Regions from separate parts of the Sus scrofa genome. Here region 1 is linked to region 2. A link is a contact called in public HiChIP or PLAC-seq data. All regions are on one chromosome and are shown on one strand. Each heading gives the region's core, a stretch centred on a gene start, on an enhancer-like site or on the middle of the called end of the contact. The rest is flanking DNA. Distances are from core to core; before and after follow the strand shown. Region 1 overlaps MIA2 (melanoma inhibitory activity protein 2). Region 2 holds the start of PNN (pinin, desmosome associated protein).

Evidence for each region. HiChIP or PLAC-seq counts read pairs in DNA pulled down with a chosen protein or histone mark.
Region 1: a contact with region 2 is called in an H3K27ac HiChIP or PLAC-seq map of alveolar macrophages. The contact joins the enhancer-like site here to the promoter of PNN in region 2. A contact is called at or near these places in 1 of 5 promoter capture datasets (liver), 4 of 47 Hi-C or Micro-C datasets (epiblast stem cells, fetal heart ventricle, fetal skeletal muscle and 1 more) and 1 of 2 datasets of contacts at active chromatin or transcription factors (alveolar macrophages).

The regions. Positions count from the first base shown.
Region 1 is chr1:169,823,467-169,826,650 of Sscrofa11.1, reverse strand. It overlaps MIA2 (melanoma inhibitory activity protein 2), which reads right to left. Exons shown (of 29, transcript XM_021073969.1): 16 at 1,604-1,650; 17 at 784-874. Among named protein-coding and RNA genes, the nearest start is that of MIA2, 47 kb to the right of the region's middle. Within about 2 kb of position 1,685, at least 3 of the 83 cell types and tissues checked have an H3K27ac peak or open chromatin away from gene starts, as enhancers often do. A contact at or near this core is called in alveolar macrophages, where this site is marked.
Region 2 is chr1:169,724,319-169,727,840 of Sscrofa11.1, reverse strand. PNN (pinin, desmosome associated protein) reads right to left here and starts at 2,192. Exons shown (of 9, transcript NM_001244231.1): 1 at 2,003-2,192; 2 at 1,291-1,362. The coding sequence starts at 2,115.

The DNA of each region.
Region 1 (3,184 bases), core at 436-2,935, 99 kb before region 2:
ATAAATTAAGAAGATTACAATGGAAAAAAACTAGTTTTACAGGTCTCACTTCACTCTTGTATTTGCTAATATTCTATGCATGTATATTAAAGGACAAAACTATACTGTAGAACGAGCTGTAAAATACAGTAGTACCACTACTAAAAATCAATTTTGCAAATAAAAAAATTTTTTAAATTAAGTTATAATTTGCTACTTTTTAATATCTAATAAAACCATACCACACATATCAATAAGTATGGTTTTACATGGGGTTTTTTTTTGGTTTTTTTGCTTTTTAGGGTCACACCCATGACATATGGAGGTTCCCAGGCTAGGGGTCAAATTGGAGCTGTAGCCTGTGGCCACTAGCCTATGCCACAGCCACAGCCACAGCCACGCCAGATCTGAGCCTCATCTGAGACCTACACCACAGCTCACAACAATGCCAGATCCTTAACCCACTGAACAAGGAGAGGGATCAAACCTGCATCCTCATAGATGCTAGTCAGATTTGTTACCACTGAGCCACGATGGGAACTCCTTGGTCTTACATGTTTTTTTAAAAAAATAATGCCATTAATTTTATATAAATATGGAGGAAATGAAATAGCTTTACCAATAACAACAACAACAACAACAAAAAAAAACAAGACTAACTTTTCACAAATAACTAACAAAAGCAAAAGTGAAAAAAAATCAAACTGTATCTCCCCATAACTGATTCAGTTAATTTACAATTCTCTATAAGGAGATGTATTTATTTAGAACGGCTTTATTTATATAGGTACATACATCACTTACCTGTAAGATCTTCTTTTGTTTTATCCACTTCAGATAATTGAGTGTAAATTTGGTTTCTTTCTCCTTCTAGAGTTTTTAAAGAAGCTTTTAACTTCAAAGAATGGGAGAAGGAGAAGAAAAAAAAAAACAAAAACATTAATTATTCCAAAAAAATCTCACTATACCATCCCAACTCTTTAAAGCTCTTCTATCACTCTGATGAAATTACTGCCTACACAAACCAACATTTTGGCTTCCATCCTGGAAAGTTTAGCAAAGTCATCAAGAGTTGTAAATCTCAGAACAGGAATAGAGAAGATCAGTGACAGATGCTTAAATAGTGGTTATTTCCACTCAGCACATAAGTTTTGATTAAAGTAACCTTCAAACTATGTTACTAAGATTTTCCATAGATCTATAAAGGCCAGGACACCACTACTAGGATGAAAAAGAGAAGGGATAAACCACAAGAAAATGAAGGTAGTATCTACTTCTCAAAATAAGACATGAGGCAATAGGGGATCAGCAAACACTGAGACCAGAGGATGAAGAATGCTCAAAAAAAAAAAGGAAGCATGAGAGAAAATATAGTATGTATTTTTAATATATTCCTTATCCAAAGAAATGAGTGCACACCTTGAAAAATCTTATTATGATAAATTCTAAAAATTAATAATATGAATTTCTAGTTATTAAAAAAAGAAAAAAGCAACTGAGGAAAATTCTGATCACTTATATGGCAACTATAAAATGGCCTTTAAAACAGTTACAAAGACAGATGGATTTAATCCATATCCTACTTCTTTCTCTATATTCTTTATACTTATGTAGTAATGCAAACCTTAGCAGCATGAATCAGCTTCTTCAAAGTTCCTTTTGGCAGAGTATCTACAGTGAAAGACAAAAACATAGCAATAAATTGAGGAAACAGTGCAATACCACAACAGACATTCAAATGATTTCATTAGTTCACTCAATTACAGCCTTATAATCCCTCTTCTTGCTATAATAAAGAATTCAGTATGAAGCAGAACAGTCTCAAACTTGCTCCAAGGAAGCTAAACAAAAAAAGCACTGGGAGGGCCATAGTGTCATCTAACAAGGTTCTTCACCACGAATTCCAAGAACAGAGTTATAACAAAGGTTTGGTATTCCCCTAAATCCAGCCTACAGTCTCAGTTATTCTTAGAATCCTTCAGCATACAAAATATGAGTGGAATTATATTCCAAATTAAAACTATATTAAAAAAGCATGAATTCTAAGTAGAAAAAGTATTATTTCTTACAAGATAAAGTAGAAAAGTATAAACAGAACTCTATGTATGTACTTTGGAATGTACTTTTCTCCCAACATATTTTTTTGTCCTTTTTTTTTTTTTTTTTTGGTTGTTGTTGTTGTTGTTGCTATTTCTTGGGCCGCTCCTGCGGCATATGGAGATTCCCAGGCTAGGGGTTGAATCGGAGCTGTAGCCACCGGCCTACGCCAGAGCCACAGCAACGCGGGATCCGAGCCGCGTCTGCAACCTACACCACAGCTCACGGCAACGCCGGATCGTTAACCCACTGAGCAAGGGCAGGGACCGAACCCGCGACCTCATGGTTCCTAGTCGGATTCGTTAACCACTGCGCCACTACGGGAACTCCTCTCCCAACATATTAATGTTACCATCAAAGAAAATCTTTTACAAATCACACTTCCTCCTTAATAAATTTGTTAATTATACATGGGATAGAGGGAGAGAAAAGAGAAAGGGCATAAAGGTCAGAAAGAACTATCACTGGCAGAAACTGGATGAGGATACGCGAGACCTCTCTATACGATTTTACAATTACCTGTGAGTCTATAATTATGTCATAGCATATGGAAGTTCCCAGGCCAGGGGTCAACTTGGAGCTACAGCTGCTGGCCTATGCCACAGCCTCAGCAATGCCAGATTCAAGCTGCTTCTGCAACCTGCACCACTGCTCACTGCAATGCCAGATCCTTAACCCACTGAGGCCAGGAATCGAACCTGCGGCCTCATGGATCCTAGTCGGGTTCATTACCACTGAGCTATGACGGGAACTCCAAGGTGTTCCTTTTTTAAGTCAAAGGAATTGGTCTGAAAACACACTAAGTGGCTATACTGAACATAATTCTGCTGAGTTTCCAGATGGCAATCAGCAATGGCAATATGAATTCGAGATGGCCTACATTAAAATACTGTAGCCATCTGAACCATCTACCTAAAGCAAAAAAAGTATCCTGAGACAATCATTTATCTAACACCCATTTTTCAAACTACTCACCTATCCATTGTAATTAGCTTACGGTTCAGAAAAACGGGCATGGAAATGACTAGGACGCAATGTGAAGGCTGCTATAATGTACAACATATAAAAAGAACAGAGGGAAGAGAGGCTGTAGGTTTGTCTGAGAGGA
Region 2 (3,522 bases), core at 943-3,442:
GTATTTCCATTTAGGGAACAGAATTTAGTTACAAATTAAAAAAAACAAAAACAAAAACCCTCCTAATTAAAGTAACCTTAGGGGCTCTTCTCCCCCTTCCCAACAACCCTGGGAGCTGTTTGCTTTATTTTTTTTATTTGTTTTGCTTTTTGGGCTGCACCTAGAGCATATGGAGGTTCCCAGGCTAGGGGCTGAATGGGAGCTACAGCTGCTGGCCTAAGCCACAGCCACAGCAACATCAGATCTGAGCTGTATCTGCGACCCATACCACAGCTCATGGTTCCTTAACCCACTGAGCAAGGCCAGAGATGGAACCTTCAACCTCATGGTTTCTAGTCAGATTCGTTTTTGCTGTGCTACGACAGGAACTGCTATTTACTTTCCTTTAATAAAGACTCTGCTGGAGTTCCCATTGTGGTGAAGTGGTTAACGAATCTGACTAGGAACCATGAGGTTGCAGGTTTGATCCCTGGCCTTGCTCAGTGGGTTAAGGATCCAGCGTTGCAGTAAGCTGTGGTGTAGGTCACAGACTCGGCTTGGATCCCACGTTGCTATGGCTCTGGTGTAGGCCAGTGGCTATAGCTCTGATTAGACCCCTAGCCTGGGTACCTCTATATGCCTCAGCAGCGGCCCAAGAAATGGCAAAAAGACCAAAAAAAAACAAAAACAAAAACCCAAAAAACTTTGCTTGCTTAAAAATAAATAAATAAATAAAGTAATCTTAAATGGTCATTTATCCCCAAATGCTTTTATAGCGCTTCTTTTACAACTATGGGAATAGGAGTTCCTGTTGTGGCACTGCGGCTGCGAGTCTGACTGGGAATCAATAGGTTGCGGGTTCGATCCCTGGCCTCGTTCAGTGGGTTGGGGACCTGACGTTGCTGTGAGCTGTGGTGTGGGTCGCAGGTGCAGCTTGGATCTGATGTGGCTGTGGTGTAGGCTGGCAGCTGTGGCTCCAATTGGACCCCTAGCCTGGGAACCTCCATATGCCATGGGTATGGACCTGAAAAGAAAAAAAAAAAAACAAAAAACAAAAAAAAAAAAACAAAAACCTATGGGAATAAATTGTTTGCACATAACTGGTACAGTCACTTCAATCTCTAGTTTGGAGTGTAAAGTTCCTGGATAACTATACAGAAAACTACATACAGCTCATCACATCTTCAAACTACGGAAATATCTCTAACGTTGACTCTACCACAAAATTTGTTTAAACCGATGCCTTAATTTAGTTAGTATAGTAAGTACCAACAGTCTTAACATGTGAATTAAATCCTAAGGAAATCTTACCTCAGCAATAAACTACCACGTCCTCTACCTCCACCAGGACCAGACAGGGCCAGCAATCTGGCTTGGATGGGCCTACAAAATATTTACAAATCAGTACAAAAATCGTATCTAACAGCACCAAACACCTTAAGGATGAGGTTCATCATCAAAAGAAAATAACCAGGAACGTTCTAATCTGACGGTTTCAAATCCACGTGTTTCAAACAGGACAGGAAGTACTGCATTAACTTCCTTGTTTTTCCAAGATCAGTACCACCGAAATTGTATTTACCTCGCTGCCAGTACACATTAACAAGCTGGGGTCAGGCCCGAATTTCGCCACCCCAGAGGAAGTTGCATGAAGCGGGGGACAGCGTCCCGGGAGGGTCTCCGGACCAGTGCCGAGTCAGGCGGCCCCAGGAGGAGAAAGGCTTTGTGCTGCAGTTCCGGGCCTACAGGGCCGAGGGCGGGAATCGGCAGTCCCGGCCTTCCCTCAGGACAGGAAACCATTCCGACGCACCCCGGCCCCGCTCTCGCTCCTCACACCTGAGCCCCAGGACTTAGGGTGGCGGTCTCGGAAACTCCCACCTCACGGAGGACGGGATTCTACTGCTGCCCCGGGAACAGGCCTCGATGTTCCAGCCTTCTCAGGGCTGACCGCTCTCCCCGCCCCCAATTCACCCCGGCTTCACGACTGCATTTCGGAGACGGCAATTTCCTATCCGCCCTTTACCTCACGTCATTCGGATCCCGCCCGGTGAGCTTGCGAATATTCTCATCTACGTTCTTTAGGCTCTCTTTGGCCTTTTCTAGCTGCTCCTGCAAAGTTCTCACTGCGACCGCCATCTTCTCCCTGCGGCAGGCTTCGAGACTGCTCTACAGGCCGCGCCTGGCTGTGTCGCGCCGCGAAACGCGAGAGGACTGACAGCTGGCCTCAGCCAATGACAATAGGAGTTGTATTTCGGCCTTAACCATTCAGCAACCGGAAGGGGGAGAAGCTGCCGGCCCTTGAGACTCCGGGCCAATGAAAAGTCGACCAGGCGGTTGTCTCCCTCTCCAGTTAGCCGCGGGTGGCTGGGCTCCGCTTCTAGCGCAGAGTCGGGGCGGGTTTGAGAGTCCCTAGGTCCTCCGAGACGTGCGCTTGCGGCCGTGCTCGTTTGGCCAGGAGAGCGGAGCTTTCTAGCCCTTTTAACCCGTATATGACGTGCCTTTTTTCATTTTACCACCTAATCGCATTAGAGTAGAGCGGAAGCGAGTCTATTTTCCCATCTTCCCCGGTAAATGATTTTCTAAGGACAGGGTGCGGCCATTCTGTTGGTGCGCATGCCCAGAGAGGGGGTGGGCGGGTCGGCTCCCTTAATGAGGTTAAACCGTAAAGAGCACCGCAAAGCAAAGAATGAAGACGGAAAGATTATTAATCGTAATAGATAACATTTACTTTGTTCTCTACACCGTGAAACACTTTATGTGCCTTGTCCCCCACAAACCAAAAGCTTAAATAAAATCTCTGTTATTACTGATACGGAAGTTGAGTCTGGAGATACTGTAATTGTCCCTAGGTCATGCCGGCCTGGGGTCTTCCTATGATCAGACCCTGGGCAAGGATGTACTACAAGAAAAAAGCGATGGCGAGGCAGGCATTAGCTTCTACACCCGGCCTAATGCTCGTTGGTTTAAGACAGGGTCCGGGAGAGTAGCCCTATTGTTTGTGTCCTCCACCTTCTGGTTCTGCTTTACCCCTATTGCTGACCTGAGAACCGGTTTTGTTCCAGAAATATATTTGAAAACTGCATCTCAGAAAGCATTTTCGGGAGTTCCCGTGGTGGCGCAGTGGTTAATGAATCTGACTAGGAACCATGAGGTTGCGGGTTCGATCCCTGCCCTTGCTCAATGGGTTAAGGATCTGGCATTGCCGGGAGCTGTGGTGTAGGTTGCAGACCCGGCTCAGATCCCGCGTTGCTGTGGCTCTGGTGTAGGCCGGTGGCTACAGCTCCGATTAAACCCCTAGCCTGGGAACCTCCAGATGCCGCAGGAGCGGCCCTAGAAAAGGCAAAAAAAAAAAAAAAAAAAAAAAAAAAAAAAAAAAAAAAAAAAGGAAGAAAGCATTTTCCTACGGAAGCAATGTTATGAATAATCTTTGTGTTCTCATCCTTTATCCATCAGCCAGTGCATCCTTGCACGAAGCAGGCCAAAAGTATTTAACCCGAGTTACCATTTTACTTCATACCAACAGTCGTTAAAAGCTGTGTTAAG